2 separate regions of the Mus musculus genome follow, and region 2 is linked to region 1. A link is a contact called in public ChIA-PET data. All regions are on one chromosome and are shown on one strand. Each heading gives the region's core, a stretch centred on a gene start, on an enhancer-like site or on the middle of the called end of the contact. The rest is flanking DNA. Distances are from core to core; before and after follow the strand shown. Region 1 holds the start of Stard3 (START domain containing 3). Region 2 holds the start of Ccr7 (chemokine (C-C motif) receptor 7).

Region 1 (3,950 bases), core at 367-2,866:
AGAAGCTCAACCTCAAGCCATCAGAGAGCACCAGAGGGGCACTCAGCCTATGTATGTATGCCCTCTCTTTCAGTGGGGCAGAAGCCTACTTGTGGCCGGGGTCTGGAGGGGCCCTGGGAGCGCCCACCTCCTCTGGATGAGCCCCAGAGAGATGGAAACTCTGAGGACCAAGTGGAAGGCAGAGCAACACTAAGTGGTGAGCTTTGGAGTGTGGGCTGGGGAGGTGGGTGGGAACCTCATGGGCCAAGCCTGGCCTTGAGTCCTCTTTATTTGTCTTTCAGAGCCTGGAGAGGAACCTCAGCATCCCAGCCCCCCCTGAGCCTGGCACATAAGCTCAGAGCCCTGTATCTCCCAGGAGGAAGTGTTCCCCAGAAACCCACTCTGTCCCCACCCTCCTTTGTACCCTGTCTTTCACCTGCTAGGGCTGCGGCTTCTGACTTTTAGAAGACTAAGGCTGGTCTCTGTTTGCTTTGGCTGAAGCCCAGAGTCCCCAATGCCTTTCCCTGCCAGTCATTCTTCTATTTACCCGGTGGGAGTAGGGAGGTGAGAGAGCCCACACTGGAAACCCCAGAAGGCCATAAACAACCATTTATTCTCCACAAGTCCCCTCCCTCTCCAGATTCTCTCCCCTGGGCACAGGAGACCCACAGGGCAGGTCCTAAGATCTGGGGAAAGGAGGTACTGAGAGCCTACAGGTGCCCTGAGATCTCCTCCTTCCCCTACCAGTGGTGGGCGTTGAGTCCCCAACCCTCTCATAGACTTCAACCAGGGCTCAGGTCTCACGCATTCTTTGCAGAGCCTCAACATGTCCCTCCCTTAGTATCCCATTCCTGCTGGGTGCCTGCAAGATGGACTGGCAGAGGCTGCTTGCTGCGTTTTGTTTGTGCTTTGGTGCCAGGAATGCACTTACTATCTGTCCTTAGGGGGCCACACAGTGGGGGGAGCCTGGTTCTCCTTGTCCTCCAGCAACTTGGTTCCCTTCCCCTTCTTCCCTTACTCTAGGCCTGAACCCCTCCTACGCTGTAATAAATCTTTGTAAATAATTGTCCTGAGACTCCTCTTTCAGGGGAGGGAGGAGAGACCGGGAAGTAATGGTATGTTCTGACAGGAAAAATGGTGGTTATCTTAGGGTCAGGATCTTGCCTCTCGTGTCCAGCCCTTCCCAGGAAGGAGCCTTTCCTGCAGGCTATACGCATGGCAGACATACTAGCTCCTGAGGGAGATGGCTAAAAGCCAGGGGAGAACAAAGGTCCTTTAAATATGTGTGATGGATGTGGTGCTGCGCGTCAGTAATCTCAGAACTTGGAAGGCTGAGTTCGTGGCCAACCTGAGAACGTCTCAAAAACGAAAAATGGATTTCTCCAAGGGACTTGTGCTCACAAATCGGCCCTCACACAGTTCCCCTTCACTCCACAGTGTCAGGCCTGTATGATCTAATAACCAAGACACCCTGGGGTTTTATCCCTTGCTCCTGCACGGTCTTACACAGTTTAACTTCGGTTGTGGCTCCGCTTCCGGACCTCGTCTCCGAGAGAGGGGCGGACCGGGGCGGAGCTTCAGGGTCACACGAATCCCGATTGGCTTTGGGGGCGGGCTCGGGGGGGCGGGTTGGCTTTGGGGGCGGGCTCGGGGGGGACGGGCTCAGCGGCGGAAGTAGCGCCGCCGGGAGCTCTCCTTCCGCTCTGAGGAGTTGCCAGGCCGTGGAGCGGGACTGCGGCTGAGGCAGGAAGAGTGGGGGCCGTGGTGACATGAAGCAGGTGGGTTGTGCGGCGGTCGCAGGCACCGGGCGGTGGTACAAGAGCTGTCTCTACCCGACGGATCCCGCTTTCCTGCCCGGTGTCCGTCTTTGGTTCGGTCCGACCCAGCCCACACCCCTCGCGCTCCGGGTTCCGCCCCCTTCCTCTCCACTCGCTGCTGCGCGCGCAGGGCTGGGGAGGGGGTGTCTTGGTCTTTACCCGAGAGGGTCCGGAGGACGTCTGCGGCCGCTTTCCTAAGCCTTCTTTATAGTAAGAGGAGAGGCAAGGAGTCGGTATCTAAGTATTATGGGGGACAGAATTGGGTGTGGGAAGGGGCCAGACTCAGGGAAAAACATACTAATCGGCTGCCTCTCTGCCACCCGCTGTTTCCCACAACTTCCGTTGGAAACATCCACGCATAGCTTCCCAACGATATCAGAAAGAAGGCTCTTTAAACTCTTCTCAGAAGTGCTTGCTACTGTTGGCTTTCATTCCTGACATACTTCCACCCTTTGACTCCCCAATATTTCCTGATTTTTCCTCTTACCTCTCTGACAAGAGGGCAGAAGAATCTCTTTACGTTCACGCTGGCCCAACCCGCCTCACTGTGCATTGATCCTGGATGGCCTCATCCACTGTTGTCGCATCAAGTTCACGTTCACTGAATATTCAGATGGACGATAGCAGCACATCCCCTTCCTGGGCTCCAAATTAGCTGCCTGTCAATTATGCCTATGGGATACCTTCACTTTGGGATGATCTCACAGGTTTCAAACGTGAGCTGATCTTTTCTCTGTAAATTTATCCTTCCACTCTTGTCTTATCCAGGAGAAAAACTCCGGAATTGCCTTAACATCTTTTAACCCTGTTTGCTCAGAGGTGCCAGTATAGCTAACTCCCTGAACCTTCTCTGTCACTACCCTTGTTGACGTGTCTCTGGACATTTCCAGCAGCTTGTGGTCCTAATTGCTTGCAGGCAAGTCTTCAGAATCTAGCTCTTGCAGACTTTTATATCACGAGTCTGGTTATGTCACTTGCTTGCTTCCCATTGCCTGTGGGGAAACGACTGTGTGCTTGTTTACTGTAAGATGTGCCTGGCTCACATAGGGTTCTTCGTGTATATAGCAGCACCTCTTTCCTCTCTGATCTGCTGGGCCTCCTCCTGATGTATCCTTCAGGAGTCCTGCTCAGAGAGCACCATCTCCACACTGCCCACCTCCATCTCAAAGGCTGGCCGCCCTGCCCATCTGTGTCCTCTGAACACTCTTAGTGTCATAGCTGACATATAGACCCATGCACCAGCCTGCTTGAGTTTTGATATTGTTTTGAGACCTTGATGAAGTCAGTATCTTCCTTTCCTCTTTTGGAAGATGGAGATAGTAATGTGCCTACCTTGTATAGATGTGAGAATGAATGAAGTACTGTGTAGTGTATGCATCAAGGGACCAGGCCTATGAGTGCCTAATGAACACACGTTAGTTAGCATGTCCTGTGTAAGAGCACTCTGGCTTGCTGGTTATGAGTTAATTTCATCGGCTGCGTGAGAATGCTTGGTGTGGCTCGCTTCTCATTCTGTCCCTGGGTCCTAAGGTGAAATCCTGGACTCACCGGGAACAGGATCTGGACCTACTGAGTGGAATGCTATTCAGGAGTGGAAAAGATCCAGCCTTTGTGGTTTTGTTTCCAGCACTGCCGGGAAAACAAACAAACAAACCAAACCAAACCAAAAACCATCTTGGCACACTGGTGGCACACACTTTTAATCTCAGCACCTGGGAGGCAGAGGTAGGTGGGTCTAACCTGGTCTACAGAGTTCTAGGATGGCCAGAGCTACACAGAGAAACCCTGTCTTGGGAAACAAACAAACAAACAAACAAACAAGGCAATGGGAGTGATTGGGTGGGGTTGGGGTTAGCCCAGTAGTAGTAGAACATTAGTTCTTGACCATGAACAGTCCTTCAGTCCTTTGCTGTTCTTTTGCAATCATGAGTGCCCATCTCCCTTCCCTCCACCTGAGTGATTCTCCTGAGCCTCCGAAGGTCCCTCCACCCTGTGCTTCCCTCCCCCTCACTGTAGCTCAGGCCCCATGCGTCTTTTTCTGGGAGACATGGGCCCTTGTGAATACATTTCTGAAAGCGCTCGTCACATCCGGCCAGCATGGATTTATGTCAGTCTTTCTCACTAGACCCAGTGACCCCGATAGACTAAGCCAGA
Region 2 (3,950 bases), core at 1,018-3,517, 800 kb after region 1:
CACACAGAGGAGCGTTTTTTCCTAGCTACTCTGGGCTCCAGTGTTCTCCACAGCCAGGTTTCTGGAGGGCCACAAGAGAATGACCCTGAATTCTCTTCTACTGCCATCTACAGCTGAGCTGTGAGACACAAGTCTCTTATGGGTTCATTTGTCACCCCCTCCCCTTCTCTGATTTTGAGATGTTGTGCTGAGATCTGTGGTCCCATGTCTTGAAGTTAGGAAGGGTATATCAGGGCTGCTCATTCAAATCATGAAAGAGGCCAGCTCAGCCCTGGTTTGTAGTTTCTCATTTTGTATAACAGAAACCTAGGCCTTCTCACCCACCTCCTGTCCCTACTAGGTAGACAAAGAGTGAAAAACAGATAGTTTGTGGCCCACCCGCCCTTCCAACGGCGCCGGAGCCTGTTTTGAGCAAAACTTCTTAAGCAGTTTCCCCTCACACCAGCATTTCAGAGTTAGCTATTAGGGTGCTTCTTAAGTTGAGTAAAAAAGCAAGACTATCTCTTCTTCCAGGACCAGAGTTTGCCCCACCCCCTGTATCAAAGCCATGCATTTAGCATCCCCAAACCTAGTTCAGGAGAGACTCTATAGTGTCCCAAGTGCCAAGGAAGGCAGGTGTCTGTCTCCTTTTTGTGTCAAAACATTTAGACCTTTAATGGGACCGACTAAGGTCAATTGGGATGGTAAAATTTACACCATGGAAATTGGCAAATGCTGTAAATTTAGAACCTTTCCCTATTCTGGGAGCCACATTTTAGGAAGGTGGAGAAGATCTTTGGTGGATGGTGTGGGTTCTCTGAGACTATGGCTGGTGGAGGTAGATACCTGAGGTGTAGGCTTAGAAAGCAGGCAGGTGGGAGGAGAAGCTGGAATAGATATTTGCTTTCTAAAATATACTTAGAGAGGCTGATTCTATCCATCCATCCATCCACACATCCATCCATCCATCCATCCATCCATCCATCCATCCATCCATCCATTCCTCCATCCCTCTCTCCCTCCCTCCCATCAACACTTTTTACTTACACCCAAAACATCTGAGAGGCAGAGGTGTAAGAACAAAATCCTGCTTCCCATGAGTTCATAGCCAGCAGAGGTGGACCCCACTATATACCTTCCACAGCTGGATCTAGATCTAGGGTGCAATGCACGCTGGGCAGGAGAGACAGATAAAGATGCTGCTGGCTGTGGTGTGGCTTGGAGGGGGTGTGAGGACAGCACCAGGGAACCTTCACTTTTTAAAGTCAACCCCTTGTGGCTTTGAGGCTGGTGAGCGGAACTCTAGGAACTTGGCCCCTCCAGCCCCAGCCGAGTCTGACTCTGCAGCCGAGATTTAAGATGTGTAACTGGGGTGTCTGGAGCTGGACTCCCCTTGGCACTTTGCTATAGTAGACACTGAGGCTTGCCTGGTAGAATAGCTTGTTATAGAGAGGGCTGTGGTGTGTGGGCTTTGTTTTAGGGGCTGTGCTGTGCTGGCTACAGTTTCTCTACGTGGAGTGCCCCCTGGGCCACTCAATTTTATGTTAGTCATTCACCCTTTAACCTGCAAGAGGCACAAAACCTGGGATGTGTAGGAGGGAGGAAGGGAGGGAGGAAGACAGACAGAGACAGACAGACAGATGACAGGCAGAGACAACAAGAGGCAGAGGTGGCAGCTAGTATTTGTATTGCACTATGCACAGCACAGTTTCCATCAGTTTCACTCTTCTCGTGAGCAAGGAGATTCAAATCCTGGTTTAACAGGACAGAAAGGAGGGACCCAGAGTGGGAGCAGGGTGTCCTGAACTCTCTAAAGAGAATTTTCTTAGTCCCCAGAGGTGCCAGAGAACATCACCCATCCCTACCAGCTGAGAACGTGTTCTATCCAGGCATCAAGGTCAGTCTACCAGGCTGTTCATTGCCTGCTGCTTGAGAGGACCCAACTTTATGCCTGTGTCTGTCTTGGCATCCACAGCTGTTCCTTCCCCTGGGTCTGAAAGAGCAGGTACATCCTCTCTCCAATGCCTCATCCAACGGGATGGCATTCTCTGAAAGCAGCCACCAGTTCACACCAACTGCCCTGATTGCTCTGGAAACTCCCCCCCCCCCCCATGACCCCTATCCCCCATGCATGTTCATTGCCCTAGAGTCTGGCTTTGTGTCAGAAGTTTTGACTTCTCTTAAGAGAAAGCTTACTTACCTGGGTCCATGGTGCTCTGGGGGCTGTAGAAATCACACAGGAAGGCTGTGCTTTTGGTTCTTGTCTCTCTCCAGCTAGCCCTCTCTGGCAGGGAGGAAGTGGTAAGAGCCCCTTTTAAGTTGTTCCAGAGCCCCTCCCACTCCTGTCCCACCCCTCAGAGTCTTCCTGGGCCACAAGGTATGTGATAACCACATTCGGCTGTCATAGGATCCTGAATCACTGAGTCGTTTGCCTTCAGAAAGCCCCTGGTAGTAGTGCCTTGTAGAGACTCAGGGAGGAGCTGCTTACATCTGTGAGTGCCAAGCACGCCTGGGTGGCTGCTGTGGGGTGAGATAGGCTGAGGCTCGGGAGTCAGAGGTGTACTTGCATCCTTCTCTTGGTTTTGAATAAAAGTCTCCCTTTCAGTATGAACTTGATCAGTGGCTATTGTCCCAGCAGCCGCCAGGCAGCCCCGACATACACCTGCGCAGCCAGGGTGAGGTCTGTTGAACGGTCCGGCCAGCAAGGCTTCAGTGACACAACCACGAAGTGAAAGTTTGAGTGTTTATTTTTAGTACTTAAGCTAAACATCACAGGACCTAGATGCTAGATATGAGGGTGCCTGGAGCCCCTCGGCTTTCTCTACTAACCGAGAGGACATCAAGTCTAAGTCATTATCCAAACTGGTTCCCCAAGAAGAGATTTTATTTATTTATTTATTTATTTATTTATTTATTTTATTTTATTTTATTTTATTTTATTTTATTTTATTTTTGTCAGTGCCATGATTGTCCTAGAACTTGTTCTGTGGACCTAGCTAGCCTCGAACCCATGGAGATCTACCTGCATCTGCCTCCCGAGTGCTGGTATTAAAGACATATGCCACCATGCCTGGCCTATTTTTATTTTACTTTTTTTATTCTTTGTGACCACACCCATTTTCCCCCACAGGGAAACTGATTGATATATTTATTGGCATTTTTAATTGTTGTGCCTGTGTGGTGTGTATGGTGTGTGTACACACGTGTATGTGTGCGATCGTATGCGTGAATGTGGGGATTTTATGCCATTGCACGTGTGAAGATCAGAGACAATGTCAGGTGTCAGCCTACTTCCATTCTGTTGCAGGTATCACGTCTTTATTGAGTGCCCCATTCTATACTAAGGTGAGCTGGCCTTCTGGGTGCGTGGTCTCTTGTCTCTGCTTCCCATCTCCTTGGGGGACTGCTAGGATGACGAATGCTCATGCTACTGCCAAGCTGCTTATGAGGGTTCTGGGATTTGGACTCAGTTCCTCGTGTTTGTGGGGCAATTCTCTGTTAGCTACTAAGCCACCTCCCCAGTCCAAGGAGTGGGTTTAAAACAAGCATAGAGATCATGTGGGGACTGTGGGTGGCCATTGAGTTCTAGAGCAAATATCTAAATGTTCCATTTCCAGGAGAGACACCTGTAAATTTTTTTATCTCTAGCCACTGATTGTAGACAATTCAGTGAGCGACAGGACCCGACACAGAGCTCAGAATGACTTAGCCCTTCTTCTGTATTAACTAGTTAAAAACAGGGGGCTGGAGAGATGGCTCAGTGGGTAAGAGCACTGACTGCTCCTCCAGAGGTCCTGAGTTCAATCCCCAGCAACCACGCGTTGGCTCACAACCATCTGTAATGGGACCCGATGCCCTCTTCTGGTGTGTCTGAAGAGAGTGACAGTGTACTCATATACATAAGATAAATAAATAGTTAAAACAGTTGCCATGACAACATAACCCTTTAGGCACTCACTTGATACCCTTGC

What was found. ChIA-PET counts read pairs in DNA pulled down with a chosen protein or histone mark.
Region 2: a contact with region 1 is called in an RNA polymerase II ChIA-PET map of memory CD8 T cells, with 14 read pairs. The contact joins the promoter of Ccr7 here to the promoter of Stard3 in region 1. A contact is called at or near these places in 2 of 115 datasets of contacts at active chromatin or transcription factors (memory CD8 T cells and pancreatic cancer cells).

Annotation. Positions count from the first base shown.
Region 1 is chr11:98,356,752-98,360,701 of GRCm38.p6, forward strand. It overlaps Stard3 (START domain containing 3), which reads left to right and starts at 1,617. Exons shown (of 15, transcript NM_021547.3): 1 at 1,617-1,757. Ppp1r1b (protein phosphatase 1, regulatory inhibitor subunit 1B) reads left to right here. Exons shown (of 7, transcript NM_144828.2): 6 at 74-196; 7 at 282-1,045. The coding sequence ends at 319. 1700003D09Rik (RIKEN cDNA 1700003D09 gene) reads right to left here and starts at 1,532. Exons shown (of 3, transcript NR_045477.1): 1 at 1,486-1,532.
Region 2 is chr11:99,152,810-99,156,759 of GRCm38.p6, forward strand. It overlaps Ccr7 (chemokine (C-C motif) receptor 7), which reads right to left and starts at 2,268. Exons shown (of 3, transcript NM_007719.2): 1 at 2,180-2,268. The coding sequence starts at 2,189.